2 separate regions of the Bombyx mori genome follow, and region 1 is linked to region 2. The links are chromatin contacts, called in public Hi-C maps. All regions are on one chromosome and are shown on one strand. Each heading gives the region's core, a stretch centred on a gene start, on an enhancer-like site or on the middle of the called end of the contact. The rest is flanking DNA. Distances are from core to core; before and after follow the strand shown.

Region 1 (6,489 bases), core at 2,269-4,768, 130 kb after region 2:
ATTCGAATATCGATTTGAAATTATTGTTGTATAATATTTCATGTTTCACTATAGTATATGTTTAGTGGTAGATATTATTTACGTCGGTTTTGAATTTGGTTTGTGTTATTTTTGTGACTGGAGTTTTATGCGTATCATAAAATTTACTAACAACGTATTAGAAGAGATTGACGCGAAATGTTTAAATGTATTTAAATTTACAAATTTTATTATGATAACTGGAAATTTTATTGTTAAGTTCTAATAGTGTCTTGCACGACCTACAATAAATATTTTCTTTCAAAGTTTATTGTCGAATTAGAAAAAAAAAACTTTTTTTTTTTAAATTGTTTTTCACTTCGAAAATAAATTCCAGGGATATAAGATTAATATTATGATTTGTATTGTGTTTCGATTGATATTTATAGAATTTATTTTATTTTATTATAGAACATTGTTTAAGTAATTAATTTGTATTGTGTTATATTATGCAATTTTATATTATGTTTATTTTTTGTAGTTTTAGTGAGTGACTTATCGGTGTTTGTTATTTTCGTAAAACGATTAGTTGATTTGCTTTTTTTTGCTTTTATTTTAACGAAGACTTGTATCGATTGTGAATTAATTATATTTTCAATTAAATGATCAGTTACTTAAAATAACGTGTTAAGGTATTTACTTTTTATTTACATATTTATAAAAATGCTTTTTGTGTTTTCATTTACTTTTATGAAATAAATTGTGTTATGTTTTGTGGATGAAAGCGAAATGCTAGGATTCTCAATTAAAATAAATTACCGTATAGAAATAGTATGAAGATTACGTTTATAAACTGTTACAAGCTGTATGTGAGTGCTCTGTTCCCATTGATTCATCAGAAATAATAATATTTTAAAGTAGATAACATCTCATAAAGCGACCGTAATTTATTTAAGCTGAAAATGACGAATAAGTTCATAAATATTTACTTTTATTTTTAATTTCCAGTACTTAAAATAACGATGATTAAACGGGACTGGGAAATTAGAAATTCATGACCTTCTGATCCTCAGACTTCTTATGTCTTTGTCGAACTTGCCTCCTTGCCGCATTTTAAAATCTTATAAACGCAATTATTTATTAGTTATTATTTCATCCTGAAATCGTTAGAATGGAAAGGTGCTTTGCATAATGTTAGTATTTTAATGAATATGTTTATTAAAATAATTTTCTCAAGATTACAGTTACGTGATGTTTCTAAGTACTTTACAAGTGCAATACGTATCTTATAAGATGGTTTGTCAATAAATTTACGATTGAAATTAATGTACAGAACCGTGCAAAAGGAATAGAAACCTTAGAATAGTCCTAGTAAACCTTAAATTAGATCTTCCTATTTCTGTTATCGATCATTTAAATACCAAATGAAATTCACTATTCGAGGAATAGGTAGCTAAATGTTTCGACCTAATGAATAAAAGAAGAATAATGTAATTGTTAGAGAATACACTCGTATGAGCTTAGTACGTGTATGTACCTATTTGTGGGTGCTCGGCGAGTGTCTTATAAAAATAGTGTCGATCAAAAAGATCGATATTAACTATTTTAGTAAGTCTATATTAAGACATCACTAGTTAAATCAATTTGACATGTAACTATTGTGCATTAATGTTAGGTTCCTTGTAGATTTAAAAGTAGTTTTTTGAAAGTAAAAATGTAGCCGTGAACAAACAATCCTGGTCAATGTAAGAAATATCCAAGCGTTCAAGAGCCTGTTCAAATATTAAAATTTAGTTCTATGGGTTTGTCTGTGGACTTTCATTGATACATATATGAATCGTTGAGTTATGGAAATTTTATTTGATTCATTAAGTTCGCATAAGTTTATGAACACAGCAATTTTATATAGCAGATGATTTATATAAAAATGTATATTATATATAATTGATGTTTACCCGACATAACAACAAAATTTTTAAATAAATTTAGTGCTAAGCTGGCGGATTATTCGCCTCCAAAACTTCACATTCAGGGCGTTTTAAGGTGTAGATATCATATAGGCCAGCATTGATGCTGGTGGATATTTTAACAGATTTTACTGCAAATGGTGAAACTCTTATTATGAAGTGCTATCACATGTCCTAATGAAAATGGATACGTCCTTTTCCGTCCTAATATATAATACGTAAGTAAATAACTCCTGTAACTTATTCGTCCTTTAATGTAATTGAAAATTATTAAGACATCATTATACATGTCGATTGGCTAACTAAAAATTGACTTCGATAATTTCTATCATGGTTATGAATTTTAATGTAATTAAAACAACGTGAATTTTAGTTTTGTTAAAATAAGTAAAATTGGCAAAGGCACAAAATTATTCTAAATAAATGGGACTGTGAAGCACAATTGTAATTTGTAACGTTTTATACCTGAATTGGAAATTTAGGAAATAAATTATTGTCAACAGTGGTAACATTGTTTTATTTAAGGCCCTAATCATACAGTGTATTTTGAAGGCGCAGACGATGCGCGCTTTAGAACGCGCGTTTTCGGCGCCGCGCCGTAGATGCTGTTTGTTGCGTTTGCACTAATAGTACAAACGTACGTATGAAGCTCGTTTACGCGCCTTTGACACAATACAAATGCACGTTCAAAAGGGAGTAGGAGGAGCCAATCCAATTCCATTTCCAGATTCGCCTATTTTTTCTTAAAAGTATTACCAAATACAACGTAGGCAATGTCTCAACCGACTCCATTGTTCAACTGGATTCAGGGAATCTCTGATTAACACACGGAAGCTACGAGCGACTATAGCACGTTTATATGGTTGCGCGTATTTGTGCAGTGGAAGCGCGTTTCACAATGGCCCCGTGTGCTTAGGTTACAAGGTTGCGTTCGAATCTCGAAGTGCGTATACGCGAGTCATCTGCGCGTCCTCTGCTCATAAAAAATACGCTGTGTGCTTAAGCTCTAAGAGTTGGAATAATAAAGTACCAGACCGCAATTTACCTGCTTTCGCTTGGATTTGGTCGCCTTGTTAGCATTAGTTGTTGATGTTTGACTACTGATGGGGTGGTTTGAGTTGAACCAACCAGTAATTCTACCCGACTTGTGTATCTTTCAAAATGTAGTGTATCTGTTCTTAGGTTATATATAATCTTACTCTATGGTCTGTTCAAAATATATCATTGATTTGCGGTAGAAATAGCCAAGATGATCGGTTTAAAGGATCCTATGTCATCTGTAATTAAAAATTTTTGAAGATTTTCGGGATTAATTGATCTTTCTTTTTGTTGTGACTCCTCTTAAAAGTCACCTGTGAACTTATAGTTGGTGTTTAAACAAAAAGAAATAAGCTTAAAAAAATTCAGTACGATAAAATCGACTAAGCTATGAAAATTAACCACAGTTCTAATTCAACATCTCTAAAAATGCTAAGCTAATCATTAGTGTCAAGACTGTCAAGTGTCACCATAAAGTTGTTTATAACCAAACAAAATAATTAACAATATTTATAACCAGCAAATCAGTCAGTTACGATTTTTATTTGTAACAGCGTAATTAATGATGAGTTATTTTGGTTAAGCTTAATTTATACGTAACAGTAAAATGTCAGACGATGAGGTTATAAAGTTTGAGATCACAGACTACGATTTGGATAATGAATTCAACCCCGGCCGTGGAAGAAAAGCTAACAAGGAACAACAAATATACGGTAAGTTACGTTTAAATACAAACAATCTAATTAAAACTCCAGAATATTCTAGGTGGTGCCACTACATTCAAAACATTGTTGTGTGATAGCTATGATAATTATAAAAATTCTAAAGTTTATAAAATGAGTTATTATAAGTTTCGTATTTTATAAAGCATCAAATGGTAGAGCTTCAACGTACCAAATTTTTTTCAATTCCGTAAATAATTCCCATTAGATTTGTATGTAATTTCAAGAAACATGCTCTGTCCGCCCATGATAATAAACAAAATATACCATGATCATTATAGTTTATTATAATAAACTAGTAAATTACTGTTTTATCATGAATGTGTGCATGAGTTTGAATAAAAATTTGATATTGTGCATGAAAAAATTTAACTAATTTAAGAAACAAGTAGGCAGCTGTTTTGATCTCTCACTTGAAAGAAGATAGCATTATAAAATATTCTAAGCAGATCACTTATGATATAGTTTCTAGTTTTTGTTTGATAAGCACTTCCATAATTAAGTCTCACATCTAAAACATACTTAAAACAGTAAACATTCTTATTTTAAAACCATCAAAGCGTAGCTAAAATAGCCCCTTAGGATACCAGCGATCAGGGAGGGAAAATGTGTTAGTTGTTTATAAGTATGAAATCTAATAACGTGTTCAATTAACCATTTAAACTCATATGTTCCAATGTCTAAATGTTTCTGGGATTATGACGACTGAGAGTTCATTTACACCACAAATATCTTATTGACTTGATTAAAATTAGAAAAAAAATTAATTAAAAATCTATGAAGCTTTCATGCATTGTTTTAAATGAGAATAGCTAATTGTAACAAAAGCAATAATATAATTAACTTATAGGTGTATGGGCCAAAGACAGTGATGATGATGAAAATGAAGATAATGTTAGACAGAGAATACGTAAACCTAAAGATTTTTCTGCACCAATTGGTTTCGTGGCGGGTGGAGTTCAACAGGCTGGCAAAAAAAAAGACAAGACTAAAGGTAACAAATACATATTCACTTAATTTTTCAATTTGAAAACTTAATAAAGTCATTTAAAGTGATTTAAGTATGGTATTTTATCAGTCTTCATGAACCGTAGACATAAATAAAATCACTTTTATAACCAAGTTATCAGTGACCACACTGTAACTATACAAAAAATATGAGACAACATTTTTATTCCAGTTGTACAATACTGACTACCCTCCACGTTGTTTCCTGAGCGCTATGACATGTCCTTCTTCAAACAAGGCTTCTGGAGAGTACTTAACAGTAGGCAGCGGTTTTGTCCTGCCCTTGGCATTGCTGAAATCTATGGGTGATGGTAACCACTCACCATCAGGTGGGCCGTATGCTCATTAGCCCACAGGGGCAATAAAAAAAATGCCAAAAAGGTACCTTCCGACTTGACTTGGCTGTTCCATTGCTTCATGATTGAAGCATAAACTGAAGGCTCCACCATTCTTTAATGTTATGTGATTTTCAATACTAAAAAAATGCATGTCGTGGAATCAGTTCATGTCAACAAAAGTAATTTTTAATAATTTGACAGAAATAAAACCAGCTGAAGCGTCTACTTCTGCTCCTAAGTACTCAGACAGTTCTGATGAGGAACCAGAGGTTCCAGTAGCGAGTGACACGGCGGGAATCAGGAGACAGGGACAGGGAATGCGTCCACCATCATTAGGTGGAAATGTGGGAAATTGGGAAAAACATACTAAAGGAATCGGAGCAAAATTGTTGTTGCAGGTAATTAATTAGCTATTGCTCTTTGATCCTGAATGAATGAGCTATAAGCCACTGCAACGTTAAAGTTCATTCGTATTGTTTGACAAGTCCGTTGAGTATTCGTTAAAACGCATAAGCGGTATACGATTTTTTGCAGTACAAACGACATTCGAATGGTTCTATATACAACGTATGTGCCGCTATTCATTCGTTAAGACGTATACTGCAAATAAACGTGCAGAACAATGCCGTAAACCCAGCCTAAGGGGCTATTTCAACTACGCCCAGCAGGAAGCGGCCGATAATTTATATAATTAGTTCTTAGCCCTCATTTGCATCTAGCCTTCTCACTCTTACGAATTTTTATAATTCATTAATTTAATAAACGTTCCACATTTTTGGAAATACGTGAGTTTTGATTAATATAATTTCTTTCTTACAGATGGGATACCAACCGGGTAAAGGTTTGGGTAAAGATTTGCAAGGTATCTCAGCGCCGGTCGAGGCTACGCTGCGCAAAGGCAGAGGTGCGATCGGAGCTTACGGACCAGAAAAGGCAACGGTGAGTTTCACAATGCACGTCATTAGAGTTTAATGAATACAAAAAAAATGTATTTGCAGTTGTACGGATCGCAACTTAAAACTTGCAATTTTTTTTCCTACCTATGCTGATAGGCTTGAGAGGCTATTTCAGCTTCACCCTAACGTGTAGATGAGCTCACGGGGCTCAAACCGGAGTGTTGCTAACACTGGGCCTAGCAAGAGCAGTGCCAGTGCTTCGCAGAATCTACCACCGGATCGGAAACGCGATCCACTGAGAGCATCCGTTGACTGCCCCGTAGTCTATATTAGGGCGGTGCCAAAATTATTAATCACTGGTATTTAGCATATAGAAGAAAAAAAACCCATTAACGGTGCTTTTAGGTACCACAAGCACCGGTCACCGTCCTTGTCGAACCCGTCGCTTGCGACTAAGAGCTGAGCGAGTAAATTAACCCACAGACAGCCCGCTGAGTTTCTCGCTGGATCTTCTCAGTGGGTCGCGTTTCCGATCCGGTGGTAGATTCTGCAAAGCGCTGCT
Region 2 (5,864 bases), core at 2,938-5,437:
AGCACTAGAATAAATCTTTGTTGCACATACCATAAACAGTAAAAGAATTCCATTCAGGCATAAACATAGTGTACATGCCATTGGTAATAACACGGAAAAGCTCTCTACAATAAGTTACAATAAGATTCCTGTAGTTGAACTTGAAACATAGTCAATATATTCAGTAATAAAAAAATCGAGGACATTGAAATTTAGCTTATTGTCTGCTGTTCTATCTACGCTCTTTCTGTATCATGTCTAGGCGAGTATACTATCAAGAATCAAAAAGAATATTATTTTACAAACCCCCGAAAAAAATCTACCATTTTCACTATGGTACCTAAATTGTGTTGATAACCCTCGACCCAATGAGTACAGTAGGATTATTATTTTAAACTAAGTATTTTAAATCATGGCAACTTTATCGGTCGTTTAATATAAACCCATCGTTCTGACGTGTACGATATTTATCACTCTAAAACTTGATTTTCCAGCAAAATCTCAGTTTTACTTTCCGTATAACTGGTTTTTTACACCTGCCGATCATGTCCTACGTTTGGACTTGAGGAGCAACATCGTTTAGGTTTTTAATTAATTTTCGTAACGTAAATAAAAATGTCTAATTAAAAAAAAAAACATTTTATTCTCAAACTCTTGGAAACCGTAAAATGTTTTTATCACTAGATAGTTGAAAATGTAAAGAATTAGGTACCTACTTTTTATTAAAATCAATATGCTATTAAAAGTGGTAAATTAGCGTAGGTACTCATATTCACGATAAAAGTTTTTCACATTATACAAGGTTGCCTAATATTGAAATACTTATTTAAAGCTGGTATTCTCTCGGTATGTAGTAGAAATATCCTGAACTACTTTTCTACCCAATTAAAATGTTGCAAGTCGACGCGGGCCCATTCTACCATCCTGAGTATTTCCGTCGCTTAGCGAATATGCGTTGGGCTTGAGCTAAGTCGAGCGTTGACCAGTGTACTTGACTATAATCTCATATCCTCAAAGTGAGGAATGATATTTATGATCTCCAGTAAATTCTTCACGTAGACTGCGAGGTTTTTTTTTCTTTTTTTTCTTTTATTGCTTAGATGGGTGGACGAGCTCACAGCCCACTTGGTGTTAAATGGTTACTGGAGCCCATAGACATTTAGAACGTAAATGCGCCACCCACCTAGAGATATAAGTTCTAAAGTCTCAGTATAGTTTCAAAGGCTGCCCCACCCTTCAAGCCGAAACGCATTACTGCTTCACGGCAGAAATAGGCGGACTAGTGGTACCTACCCGTGCGGACTCACAAAAGGTCCTACCACTGGTATGAACCTGTCGTTGGCACATCTGAACTAGTAAAGCTATATAGTAGATAAAAAAATTCTTCCACTGCAGATCATTTGTAACTCCAGGCAGCAATTAACTGGTCTTATCTTTGTGGTAAACTAATAAAAACTGGGACCAATATCAATAAATTGTAAATTGTATCGTAGAACATGCTACACTTAATTAATGAGATCGTAAAATTTGGTATTAACAAATGCCTTTGTAACTTTAATGAGTTAAAATTCATAGACACGAACTTATATATAAAAAAATCTTAAAACCAAAAAGAGACACCTACAAAGATCCCTTTGTCGAAATTGAAATTTCGTTTTCGCGCCTTTCCTTTTTCATGTATGTATTTATTTTAATCATATTATTAAATAACAATTGCCAGTCTACTTATATCGGGCTTAGGAAATGTGTTAAATGTGAAAGAAGGTCCCTTGCTGCTGCAGCTCTGGCTCTTGGTGCTCGTGCTGCTCCCAATTTTTCCCCTACGTTTAGCGCACGTCCGCCACAACGAGACATACGTTCGTCCAATGAACTAAACAACCCCACACAATGCTGTAAGAAAATTAAGAATGTACATATTATTATTATAATTTCTTTTTATCTTTCACAATTCAAAAAAAAGTTATTTTATCATTGAACAAATGATTATATAAAAATATTTATTTTTATTGCCTTTGTAGGCAGACGAGCATACGGCCCACCTGATGGTGAGTGGTTACCCTCGCCAATGGACTTCGGTAATGCTAGGGGCAGAGCCAAGCCGCTGCCTACCTGCCCATATAATAACTTAAAATACTCGAAAACAAGTAATTGAAATAAAAATACACAATTAAGGCAACTCCAGGTATAATAACGAGGTGTGAAAAGCTATTTGCTTTAAACGACATTTTTGCAACTTTACTGGAGAGCCATTTAAAGTTTGATATTTGGAAAAAAATATTCTAACAAAAAACTTCTTCAGCTATGTATTTGAATGGGGTAAACATAATTGAAGCTCAATTAAAAACATCGAATTGTTGATCTCTCTCTCTCTTCGATCGGTTCCTCACTGCTGAGGATCGTGACTCCGTCCGATTTCGTCAACCAACTGTCTCCATCGATCCCGCCCTGCAGCCCGGTGGAGTGCGTCGCTGATAGGTATCCCCAGTTCCTCCGCTATTTGGTCCGACCATCGTTTGGGACCTCTACCCCAAACGTAATGTCGCGTATTAAGCGAAATGTGGCTTAAACTGGTGGTAGGACCTCTTGTGAGTCCGCACGGGTAGGTACCACCACCCTGCCCATTTCAGCCGTGAAGCGGTAATGCGTTTCGGTTTGACGGGTGCGGCAGCCGTTGTCACTATACTGGGACCTTCTATATTTCAAGGTGGGTGGGCGCATTTACGTTATAGATGTCTATGGGCTCCAGTAACCACTTAATACCAGGTGGGCTGAGAGTGCGTCCATCAAAAAAAAAAACTAAATAACCTGTAACTCCTCGATATAGATTATTTTATAAAAACATTTACTCTGTCCAAATAATTCTAGGAAGGAAACAGGAGATTATCTGAGTCTGTATGCGTAGTGTTTAAATATTTACGTAAATCTATGTTGATGTGATGTGATGAGTCATAAAAATCGTAAAATGCTATGCTTAGAAAATTTATTATCACGAATTTTAATCGTGAGATAAAAAGAAATGGTCAAGTTAAAAGGTGATACGCAGCGAGGCTTCAGTCTATCACGATTGTCATGGTTCAAGGGTCATTGTTGGAATTTGTGTTAAATAATTGTGATTATTTCCATCGAAGGCACTCTTAGCATTGATTTCGGAAATGCGAGAAACAAAGCCACGCAACTGCCGAGCGGTCGATGAACTATTTTTTATTTATTGCTTAGATAGATTGACGAGCTCACAGCCCACCTGGTGTTAAGTGGTTACTGGAGCCCATAAACATCTACAACGTGAATGCGCTACCCAGCTTGAGATATAAGTTCTAAGGTCTCAGTATAGTTACAACGGCTGCCCCGCCCTTTAAACCGAAACGCATTACTGCTTCACGGCAGAAATAGGCAGGGTGGTGGTACCTACACGTGCGGACTCACAAGAGTTCCTAACCACCAGTAAGCAAGAGTAGTAACTAGCTACAAGAAATGAAGATCATTTCTTCAAGCTTGAGAAGTGAAAGATCTTTGAAAAAGTTCTAAAGGTGATGGTGACTAAAGGTGTGATTTTTCTCAATATTTTTACGTATATTTTCGCATTATTTTCGTATTTTTCGAGTGGTCACTTATAGTTGGAAGGCATGATATGTATAAGATCTAAAGATACATCAAATTTTAAGATTAATTCTTTTAAAATATTTTTTTTTGTATTTAAAAAAATCCATAAATATAAAAATAAAAGTGGGCGTAAATAGATTTATCTCATTAACAGATGGCCTACAAAATTATTAGATCGCCATCGTCAATAACATGTGTTTCATACAATTCAATTTGTTCGCTTTATTTTTTTGCTAAGGTTTTATTATTACATTTTTACTACGGCAAAGACCAGTTACTGTTGTACACTGGTTATAAAATTACAAAGTATAAATTAATAAATTACAAAGTATTAATTATTCAGTACAAAGTTTTATCAAACAAACCAAACTGGTTAGCTTTTTATGTCGACAAAACTTTAAAAGTTATAAAATATACCGTATTCATTTACGAACTAAGAAAATATCACTATATTGTTCTCTTTGTCTAAAAGTGGCTCCGAAACATGCTAAGCAACTTTATTCGTCATAGTATAGAATCTGGAACAGCAGCGGCAACCGACCAATCATTGCATGTACGAACTTCACTATGCTCGTTCATTTGACGATGGATTTGACGTTTCCAGTTTTTGTCAAATGTCATTGTTGAAAACAACACGTTTTGCTAGTTGCTGTTAACCTCATATTTTCGCAAATAAAATGTCCATGTTAGCTGGACCTCGCCGAAAACAAAAAGTTATTAATTTGCGTGCTAAAAATAACGCGTGGAGCAATGACAGCGGGAAATTTGGGCAGCGTATGTTGGAAAAAATGGGATGGAGTTCTGGGAAGGGGCTCGGTGCCAAAGAAAACGGAATTGTTGAGCACGTAGTGGCGAGATATAAGAACGATGACAGAGGATTGGGGTACGAGGATAAGAATGACCAGTGGACGAAGCATGAAGACGATTTTAACTCATTACTGGCCAATTTATCAAACGGTAAGTTCGTCTTTTTCAATTTAGTTTTTCTTTGTCTGTTGAAAGAATCGCTTTATTATTATTTAATAACTTTTTATTCTACATAACAAACGATACTACAATCTAAAAAAAAGACAAAGGCAACGGGTGGTCTTATCGCCGAAGGCGATTTCTGCCAGACAACCAATTAAAAAAAAAATTAGTGTAATACAATAAAAACTGTTAAGTGCCTGCCGTGTATATGCTATGGAATCTTCACAATGGTATTTGAGGCTACTAATCCGATGATACAAATATGTGATCAATGTGTATTTTCTCTTGAGAAGCAGTAACATGTTCTGATTTCAAGGGTAGGATAGCCATTAACACAATTGATAATATGACTCCATGTTTAAGTAAGTTTCCCTTTCAAATGTATCCTGATCTTCCAACCAGGACCCAAGAATTATTTCAAAAAAATATATTGGACTAACGGTTATAGCTACTTAAGTAGGCTCATACCAACTTCTTGAAAATGTCTAAACTTTGGTATGGTGACCACACAGGCAGACCCTACTCTATGCGTGTAGTATGAATGGGTAGTGTCTGATGAGGCATCTGTGTTGGTCCGGCTTGTTGAGTAAAAATTGATGGAACAAGTGTTCAGAAACAACTTCCACAGTGTGGAAATTTCAGAAGGCAATTACAGATTTCCATTTATAAAGTGGCGAAATACAGGTAGTGCGGTGGAAGTATTATAAGTGCGCTAGTGCAAGTGACACTGTTATGTAAACTCATGTACTAAGTTATTTTGAAAAGCTGGACCTGTAGGACAGCCAGGCAGGATTCAGATTAAAATAGAGATGTGGATGTTGTGTCTAGTTTGTTAGTGACTATTTTCAAAATGCACTAAAATCATTAAAATTACAATTAATCTAATGTAATAATTACATCACACTTAATTTGAAATAATATTTAGTATTCTATTGTTTGTAGATAATGGAACTGAAGCAAAACTCCACAGTGGAGTGTCCCTGGAACATAAATCAAAGAAAAGCAAAGCACGTGTGCACTATCATAAATTCACACGCGGCAAGGATTTAACTCAATATAGTGAAAAGGATTTAGCTAATATATTTGGTAAAAAAAGCTTAACAAATGATGATAAACCTCAAGAAAAAGTACAGGATAATGTAAAAGAAAGCGATCAAAAATTTACTGAGAAAGGCAGTATGGAGGAGTATTTTAAGAACAAGTTAGCAAAGTTAAAGACTAATTTAAAAAAAACCTATGGTAATGAAGATGATTATAAAGCTGATTATGCTTTTAAAGGATTTTCAAATACTGATGATAACATTAAAGAAGAACAA

What was found. A called contact is a pair of places that touch in the nucleus more often than the background predicts.
Region 1: a contact with region 2 is called in a Hi-C map of posterior silk gland, with 2.8 times the contacts expected there. The contact joins the promoter of STIP here to the promoter of LOC692640 in region 2. A contact is called at or near these places in 3 of 7 Hi-C or Micro-C datasets (middle silk gland, posterior silk gland and whole pupa).

What each region holds. Positions count from the first base shown.
Region 1 is chr7:9,623,735-9,630,223 of ASM3026992v2, forward strand. STIP (septin and tuftelin interacting protein) reads left to right here and starts at 3,519. Exons shown (of 12, transcript NM_001098370.1): 1 at 3,519-3,676; 2 at 4,536-4,679; 3 at 5,212-5,429; 4 at 5,851-5,970. The coding sequence starts at 3,571. It overlaps LOC101744116 (FHIP family protein GF15501), which reads left to right. Exons shown (of 16, transcript XM_038012092.2): 16 at 1-2,434.
Region 2 is chr7:9,494,681-9,500,544 of ASM3026992v2, forward strand. It overlaps LOC692640 (PIN2/TRF1-interacting protein), which reads left to right and starts at 4,188. Exons shown (of 3, transcript NM_001043620.1): 1 at 4,188-4,536; 2 at 5,491-5,550; 3 at 5,553-5,864. The coding sequence starts at 4,257. The coding sequence ends at 5,575. The region is part of intron 3 of LOC101738587 (tight junction protein ZO-2); the gene reads left to right.